Linked DNA regions of Gossypium arboreum: region 2 is linked to region 1. A link is a contact called in public Hi-C data. All regions are on one chromosome and are shown on one strand. Each heading gives the region's core, a stretch centred on a gene start, on an enhancer-like site or on the middle of the called end of the contact. The rest is flanking DNA. Distances are from core to core; before and after follow the strand shown. Region 1 holds the start of LOC108484059 (probable WRKY transcription factor 17). Region 2 holds the start of LOC108486417 (probable sarcosine oxidase).

Evidence for each region. A called contact is a pair of places that touch in the nucleus more often than the background predicts.
Region 2: a contact with region 1 is called in a Hi-C map of leaf, with 2.7 times the contacts expected there. The contact joins the promoter of LOC108486417 here to the promoter of LOC108484059 in region 1. A contact is called at or near these places in 2 of 5 Hi-C or Micro-C datasets (both in leaf).

Annotation. Positions count from the first base shown.
Region 1 is chr6:93,052,951-93,056,750 of ASM2569848v2, reverse strand. LOC108484059 (probable WRKY transcription factor 17) reads left to right here and starts at 1,806. Exons shown (of 4, transcript XM_017787686.2): 1 at 1,806-2,670; 2 at 3,187-3,312; 3 at 3,399-3,550; 4 at 3,553-3,800. The coding sequence starts at 1,946. The coding sequence ends at 3,578.
Region 2 is chr6:93,315,852-93,319,348 of ASM2569848v2, reverse strand. It overlaps LOC108486417 (probable sarcosine oxidase), which reads left to right and starts at 1,323. Exons shown (of 1, transcript XM_017790470.2): 1 at 1,323-3,036. The coding sequence starts at 1,654. The coding sequence ends at 2,886. It overlaps LOC108486418 (a long non-coding RNA gene), which reads right to left. Exons shown (of 2, transcript XR_001871479.2): 1 at 3,399-3,497; 2 at 3,059-3,307.

The DNA of each region.
Region 1 (3,800 bases), core at 557-3,056:
ACCTGTTATTAACTTAATCATAATTACACTTTATTTTATCATTTTTATTTGATCTCAATGTTGTAAATCTAATTGCATTTTATAGGAATGCAATTCATTCATAATAGCTACAAAATACAATGATTTTCAATTAGGAAACAATGCTGAAATATAAGATCGGGATGATGATAATTTTCAGAAATGATATATTTTTTATATAAATATAATCTTAATTATGTTTAAAAATATTATATTCTTTTTGGCAAACAATTATAATATATATTATTCTAGTTAATATAATTACTTTTAATAATCATTTGTATTTCTCTGTTTTAATCCAAATATATATCTCATTGAATACTTTTATTATTATTATTTTTTAACCTCACAAAAATAATAATGAAGTGAGATAAGCAGTGTGAAAGACAGTATTGAGGGACTCGGTCCATTTTCTTCACTGGGTACCGGCTAATATTTCATGACTCATTAAAAGTGATGCCACGTGGCTACTTAATAGTCAACTCTGTCATGAGCTAAACAACCGTTAGATTCGCGGTGGAATAATCGAAGGGTTAAGAAAAGAATTACCGGCACCATCCGGTTTTGTAGAAAAAATAAAAATAAAAAAGTTGGTCAACTGTTTTATATTAATAAAAAGGGAAGGACTACACGTGATTCCCGACTTTTAGTCAGCTTTGAGCCTATCTTTGAAATTCTTTTCAATGTAAAATTTGTTTAAATTTAACATTCAATATCTCAAAATTTCAACTTTTTATCAACAGATTTGATTGGCTTAAGACATTTTCACTATGAATTAAAAAAAAAAAAAACTAACACTAATGTTTCTAGATATCATCCATTCAAGTTTTGTTTTGTCTAATATGAAAATTGATTTAATTTTGCCATTCCTTTTGAGTTTCAATGTGAAAGGATAATATAAAAACTAAAATTGACTTCACCCATCACCCTAAGAGTTCAATCAGACCTCAATCCATGCCTACAAATATTTGCATTTCAAGAAAGCAAAATCAAAATGAAGTATGATACATAACGACTCCTCTTCTCCATGCCTAAGGAGGAAAAACTCATGTACCAACTTCGAAATAAAACCAATACAAAAGAAACCTAAACATAACTATGCTTGTTGGGTTTGATTAGTAATAGTAAGAGTTTCTACTTTATATGGTCATCGTCAACGTTGTTGATAAGTTATTTCAAATCCCTCATTTACTCCTTTGGACCAAAACCAAATCTTACATCATTTTCTTCTCGCCTTGGGTCCAAAACTTCCAAGAAAAACAATAACAATACGATGCAAAAGCAATTAGGTTTAATTTTGGTCTTGCTCTCTCTTCTCTTTCCACATTTCAATTTCAGTCTCTTTCCTTTTAATCTAAAAAATCTACTCCAAATTAATAATTCAAAATGAATTGATAATCATTATAAAAAATTATTTTTAAATTGGATTACGTATTAAATTTAAAATTATAAGGTTTTGTGTTTGAATTTAAATATATATAATGAACCATAGATTTTGGGAGGCTTTATATTGGCCATAGAATCAATTTTACTTTAGAAAAATGCTATATAAGCCAGTTTAATTAAAGTTTTTAGATTGCACTTTAATTATTAAATTAGAAAGTAAAATTAGAGATTAAATTTAAAATGTGTAATCAGTACAGGGACTGAGAACAGAATTTAGATCTAACAATTATCAATGCTTTCTCCATGAAATTCTTAAAATCAATCTTAGCCGTTGGATTAAACTCCACTACGGATTCCCATCATATCTATTACCCGGTCACCCGGTCATCGTTCAACCTTTATAATCAACCCTTGTTGCTCCCACATCTCTAACTCTTTGCCTTTCATCTTCATCCCCTCCTTTTTCGCAGGCTTCAATGACTTGCTGACCTCTCAAGTTACCTTCCCTGCAAAGCTTCGTTTCTGTTTCTTTAACCTCAAAATGGCGGTGGATCTGATGAATTTTCCGAAGATGGATGATCAGATGGCGGTACAAGAGGTTGCATCGCAAGGCTTGAAGGGCATGGAACACCTGATCCGTCTCCTTTCTCACCAGTCCAAAAACGTCGACTGCACCGACCTCGCCGATCTCACCGTCTCTAAATTCAAAAAGGTCATTTCACTTCTCAACAGAACCGGTCACGCTCGTTTCAGACGCGGGCCGATTCAACCCCTTTCTTCCTCATCTTCGCCCTCGACATCATCCTCTGCTTCTCTGTCTGTTCCGAATTCTCAAAACAATCTAACTCTAACTTCTGCTGCGATCTCAACGCCGGCGAACATAAATACGGCGCTGGTCGGTACTTCGGTTATCAGTCCTTCTAGCTTCGTTCAATCGCAGCCGCAGAGTTTGACTCTGGACTTTACAAAACCTAATTTATTTGGCTCCAACGGTAAAAGTACCGAGTTGGAGTTCACAAAAGAAAGCCTTAGCGTTTCCTCTAACTCTTCGTTTATGTCTTCTGCCATCACCGGAGATGGCAGCGTCTCGAACGGGAAGCAGGGATCATCTCTATTCTTGGCGCCGGCACTGGCCGTTTCGACGGGAAAGCCACCGCTATCGTCGACACCGTTCAAGAAGAGATGCCATGAACATGACCACTCCGATAACGTTTCCAGCAAGATATCTGGCTCCGGCAATAGCAAGTGCCATTGCTCAAAGCGAAGGTATATAATATTGTTTTCCTAGTTTTATCCTCCAATTCATGGCATATTTTAACCGGCAGTTTAGGTTTTTGACTTTTATGGGATACCGTAAACAAAATTCAAAGTCGAATAATTTAAAGTAACTTAATGAGTTAACTCGAGTCGAGTTGCTTTGAAACCGGCCGAGTTTAGCTGTAATCAATATCATGTAGAATTATTGGTCAAAGCCTGGGGGATTGTTGAACAGTTTAGGCATATTAAATGATAGAGCGCGCGTGATAACGACAAAAGCTGTAATTTTAATTGGGAGTGGCAATCAAATTTCTGAACCTCGGTATTACAACTATTTTGTCTTATGAGATGCTTTTCAAGTTTGACTTTTCTTTTTGGTTGAATAAAGATAAAATAAAAAAAAGAAGGGGGGGGGGGACCATAGCACTGGTGGTGCATGCATGATAGGGAATCCTACTCCGCTTTATTATTTTAGGTCAAATTATTGCTTATGGTTTGTGTATTGGTTAATTGAATAATTTTCAGGAAAAATAGGGTGAAGAAAGTAATAAGGGTTCCTGCCATAAGTTCGAAGATCGCCGATATTCCACCAGACGAGTATTCATGGAGGAAATACGGGCAAAAGCCAATCAAGGGCTCCCCATTCCCGCGGTATCCTGCTGCTTTTCCTTTTTCAATATGCAACTTCATATCATTAGATCAAACGGTAGATAATTTGTTTTGACTTATTTTCTCAGAGGATATTACAAGTGCAGTAGCGTTAGAGGGTGCCCCGCGAGGAAACACGTGGAGCGAGCACCTGATGATCCGTCAATGTTGATTGTAACGTACGAAGGGGAGCACCGACACACTCAACCCGCAATGCAGGAGAATATGGCTCCTGCCGCAGGAATGGACTGGTCTTCGAGTCAACGTGATAATAAGCAAATATCAATCTAAACTAATTTATACATAAAAAAAGAGTTTAGTGGTGTTTTGTAATATTTTGGAGTAGGCTGGGGCAATTGGATGTATATTGGTATTGTACTAATTGTAATGCCAAATTAAAAAGTAGACTGACAAAGTCGTAGAGATTATGCTTAAAGTAAAAGTTCTTTCTCTCTCTTCACTGTGTGTGGATGCAACGAATGAGATTCTGT
Region 2 (3,497 bases), core at 74-2,573, 260 kb before region 1:
TTAAAATTGATAGCTTCAAAGTGAACTAAATTTAAAAGATGTCACCCTATCTGTACATGTATTAATCTATGTATTAAATTGGACATTAAAATTTAACTCAAATATTAAATTGAGATAAAAAATTTTAAATATCCAATTAATTATTAAAACTAAATCAAATATTAAATTATACATTAGACTTAAATCATTCTGAGCTTGCAAGTTGTAAGAAGTTCTAATTTCGGAGGACAATAAAGATGATGAGTGAATATGTTATTGTTAGTGGGTCAAATGTTTAGTCATTGATGAGTCAGCCATGCCACATTCAATTTGTCGTTATGATAGATTGATGCTACAATGCCAGTCTGTATATTGCAGAACCTACTGAATAAACAAAATCATTTCAATTGTGATTGCATTAGGTAAACCAAGACCCTCCATTTTTGGAACCTGCTTAAAACAAACACCATGTTATTAATTTCTCAGCATACATGCATAAATACACTGAGCTTATAATCAAATAATAATACTAAAGTGGGCCATCATAGAAAGCAAAAGATCAATTAACCATAAAAAGAAAAAAAGAAAAAAAAGAAAGGGATAAATGGATGGTGACAAAAATGAAGGGTGTTGCACAAATAAAGCTACCTAATATGACAAAGGGATTGGCTTTCCACAAGATTCTCATTATCAACTCTTTTTTTAAATGATAAAGTCCCTTTCTTTTTTTTTTCAATAAAGTCCTATTTCATCATTAAGAAGACTTCATTTCAACCTTAATTGTGGTGGCCATCAATGTGCAGCAAAAGTATAATGTTTTTCCTTGCACTTGATTTTGATGCCATTGCATTAATTATGCTCATTGTTGTTGTATTTCTGTTATATTTAGTGCATTGACTTAACTCAAAATTGAATTATGTGATTTGTTTTTTCTTTTTTAAATGATTACGTGGTTAAATAAGCAAATACGGTGTTGTAAGATTATTCAGACTTTTTTCATTACTTTCATCATATTAAATTTAAAATGTCACATAATTTTCTGTGTCATAATTAATTTTAAACAAAAACAATTTTACAAATTTGAGAAAATATAAAAAAATTAATTTCAAAACATTGGGTTTTGTTAAGAAAACACGAGATCTTTTTTATTAACAACAATAATCATGGGTAAAAATAATCATAAAATTCAAAAGTTTAAATCTTTTTATTGTGCAAATCAAACTTAATTCAAGTTTAACTCGAACAAAAATGCTTACAACAACTTTAATATAAATATTTTAAGGATTCTATTAATTAAACTATAATTATTAAATGAACGGAATTGAGGAATTTTATAGAATTAAAAGAAAGGACTGAATCTAAAATGTGAAAAAATACATGAACTGGAAGCATAATTAGAACATGAAACGTTCCAAATATATTGCTTACCAACTTTCGTATGTATTACGGAATTTAGCATTAATCTTTAGTCAAATCAGGAAGAAACAAACAACATATGGCAATAATGAAATTACCTCCCAAATGTGGGCCTTTTTTTACATTAAAATATCATTTTAGATGCCTACTGCTATTGGCTAGTACTACTATATATGCCACACACTGCGAAATAATAACTAAGCCAAGTTGAAAGGAATAGCTAAACCCCCTTTCTGTCACTGTAACAGTGCGACGAATATGGGATATTCGGACTTTGAATTTGACGTAATCGTCGTAGGGGCGGGCGTCATGGGGAGCTCCACGGCGTACCAACTAGCCAAAAGAGGCCAAAAAACGCTACTCCTCGAGCAGTTTGACTTTCTCCACCATCGAGGTTCGTCTCACGGCGAGTCACGCACCATACGAGCAACGTACCCTGAAGACTACTACTTCGGCTTGGTCGATGAGTCCTATCGGTTGTGGGAGCAGGCTCAATCTGAAATCGGGTTCAAGGTTTACTTCAAGGCCCAACAGTTCGACATGGGTCCATCCGACACCAAGGGTCTCCTTTCTGTGATCGCTACTTGTCGAAAGAACGCCATCCCGTACCAAGTCCTCGATCACCGGGAAGTCGCTGAAAGATTTTCGGGACGGATCAATATACCGGAGGACTGGATTGGTGTGTCGTGCGAGCTTGGCGGCATCATCAAGCCCACCAAGGCAGTGTCAATGTTCCAAATGCTGGCTTTCAAGAATGGTGCATGCCTTAAGGACAACATCAAAGTGGTTAGCATAAACAAAGATGGTGACCGAGGACTGAAGGTAGCTGCAAGTAATGGTGAAATTTTTTGGGGCAAAAAATGTGTGGTGACAGTGGGTGGTTGGATGAGAAATTTGGTTAAAACGGTGTGCGGCATTGAACTTCCTATCCAACCATTGGAAACCAATGTATGTTATTGGCGGATTAAGGACGGACACGAGGTCGAGTATACAATTGGAAATGATTTTCCGACGTTCGCTAGCTACGGACATCCATACATTTATGGAACACCGTCACTGGAGTACCCGGGATTGATTAAAGTAGCAGTACATGGAGGCTATCAATGTAACCCAGACAAAAGGCCATGGGGACCAGGACTTGTGCCCGACTCATTAAAGCAATGGGTTGAGCAAAGATTCAAAGGGAAAGTCGATTCGAGCAAACCAGTCATAACTCAATTGTGTGTGTACTCGATGACACCTGATGAGGATTTCGTGATCGATTTTTTGGGAGGGGAGTTCGGGAAGGATGTGGTGATCGGAGGTGGGTTTTCAGGTCATGGGTTCAAGATGTCACCCGCGATAGGGAGGATATTGGCTGATTTAGCGCTTATAGGAAAGGCAAAGGGAGTTGAGCTAAAACAGTTCAGGATAGCAAGATTTGAGGAGAATCCTAGAGGGAACATTAAGGAATATGAAGATCAAGTTGGGTTATTAAAAAGTACATTGTGATTACTTGATTCTGTATGTATTTTTCTTTCAGTTGCCATCAGCATCACCCTACTAATCTTTGCTTCTTTTTCTTTAGCTCTAGAATGAATAATCATCAAGAAAAATAAATAAAACTTCTATCATGTTGATAGAAAAATTTGCTCTTGAAAAGTGATTTAAGTATAGACACTAATTATTTAGATTAGAAGAATTTTTATTGCATTAATTTAAATTTAAAAGTTTTGGGCTTTAACCCATTGGTATGTATATATAAAAAGCCCTTTGACTTTCACAAATTATGCATTTCGGTCCCTCACATAGTCACCATCTCATCAACCGATTACTGCCACCACCATACCCTCTGTCGACTAATCCCATCAACCACCCTGCTGCACACACCAGCTTCACCAAAGTCCCACGCCAGTGCTCCGTTATAAGCACCCTGCAACAAGAAGAAGTGGAGGTTAGCAAAATTTTCAGAAAAAAAGAAGACAGCAGTAGCACAGCAAGATTCTTGGTTTGTCTGAGCTAACCCAGAAGCCAAAACCTCCGCTACCAACACCAATCAAGCACCCCACTGCCTTCACCATTCAACACCTTGCCTCGTCTATACACTAGCTCCCCTCCCTCAA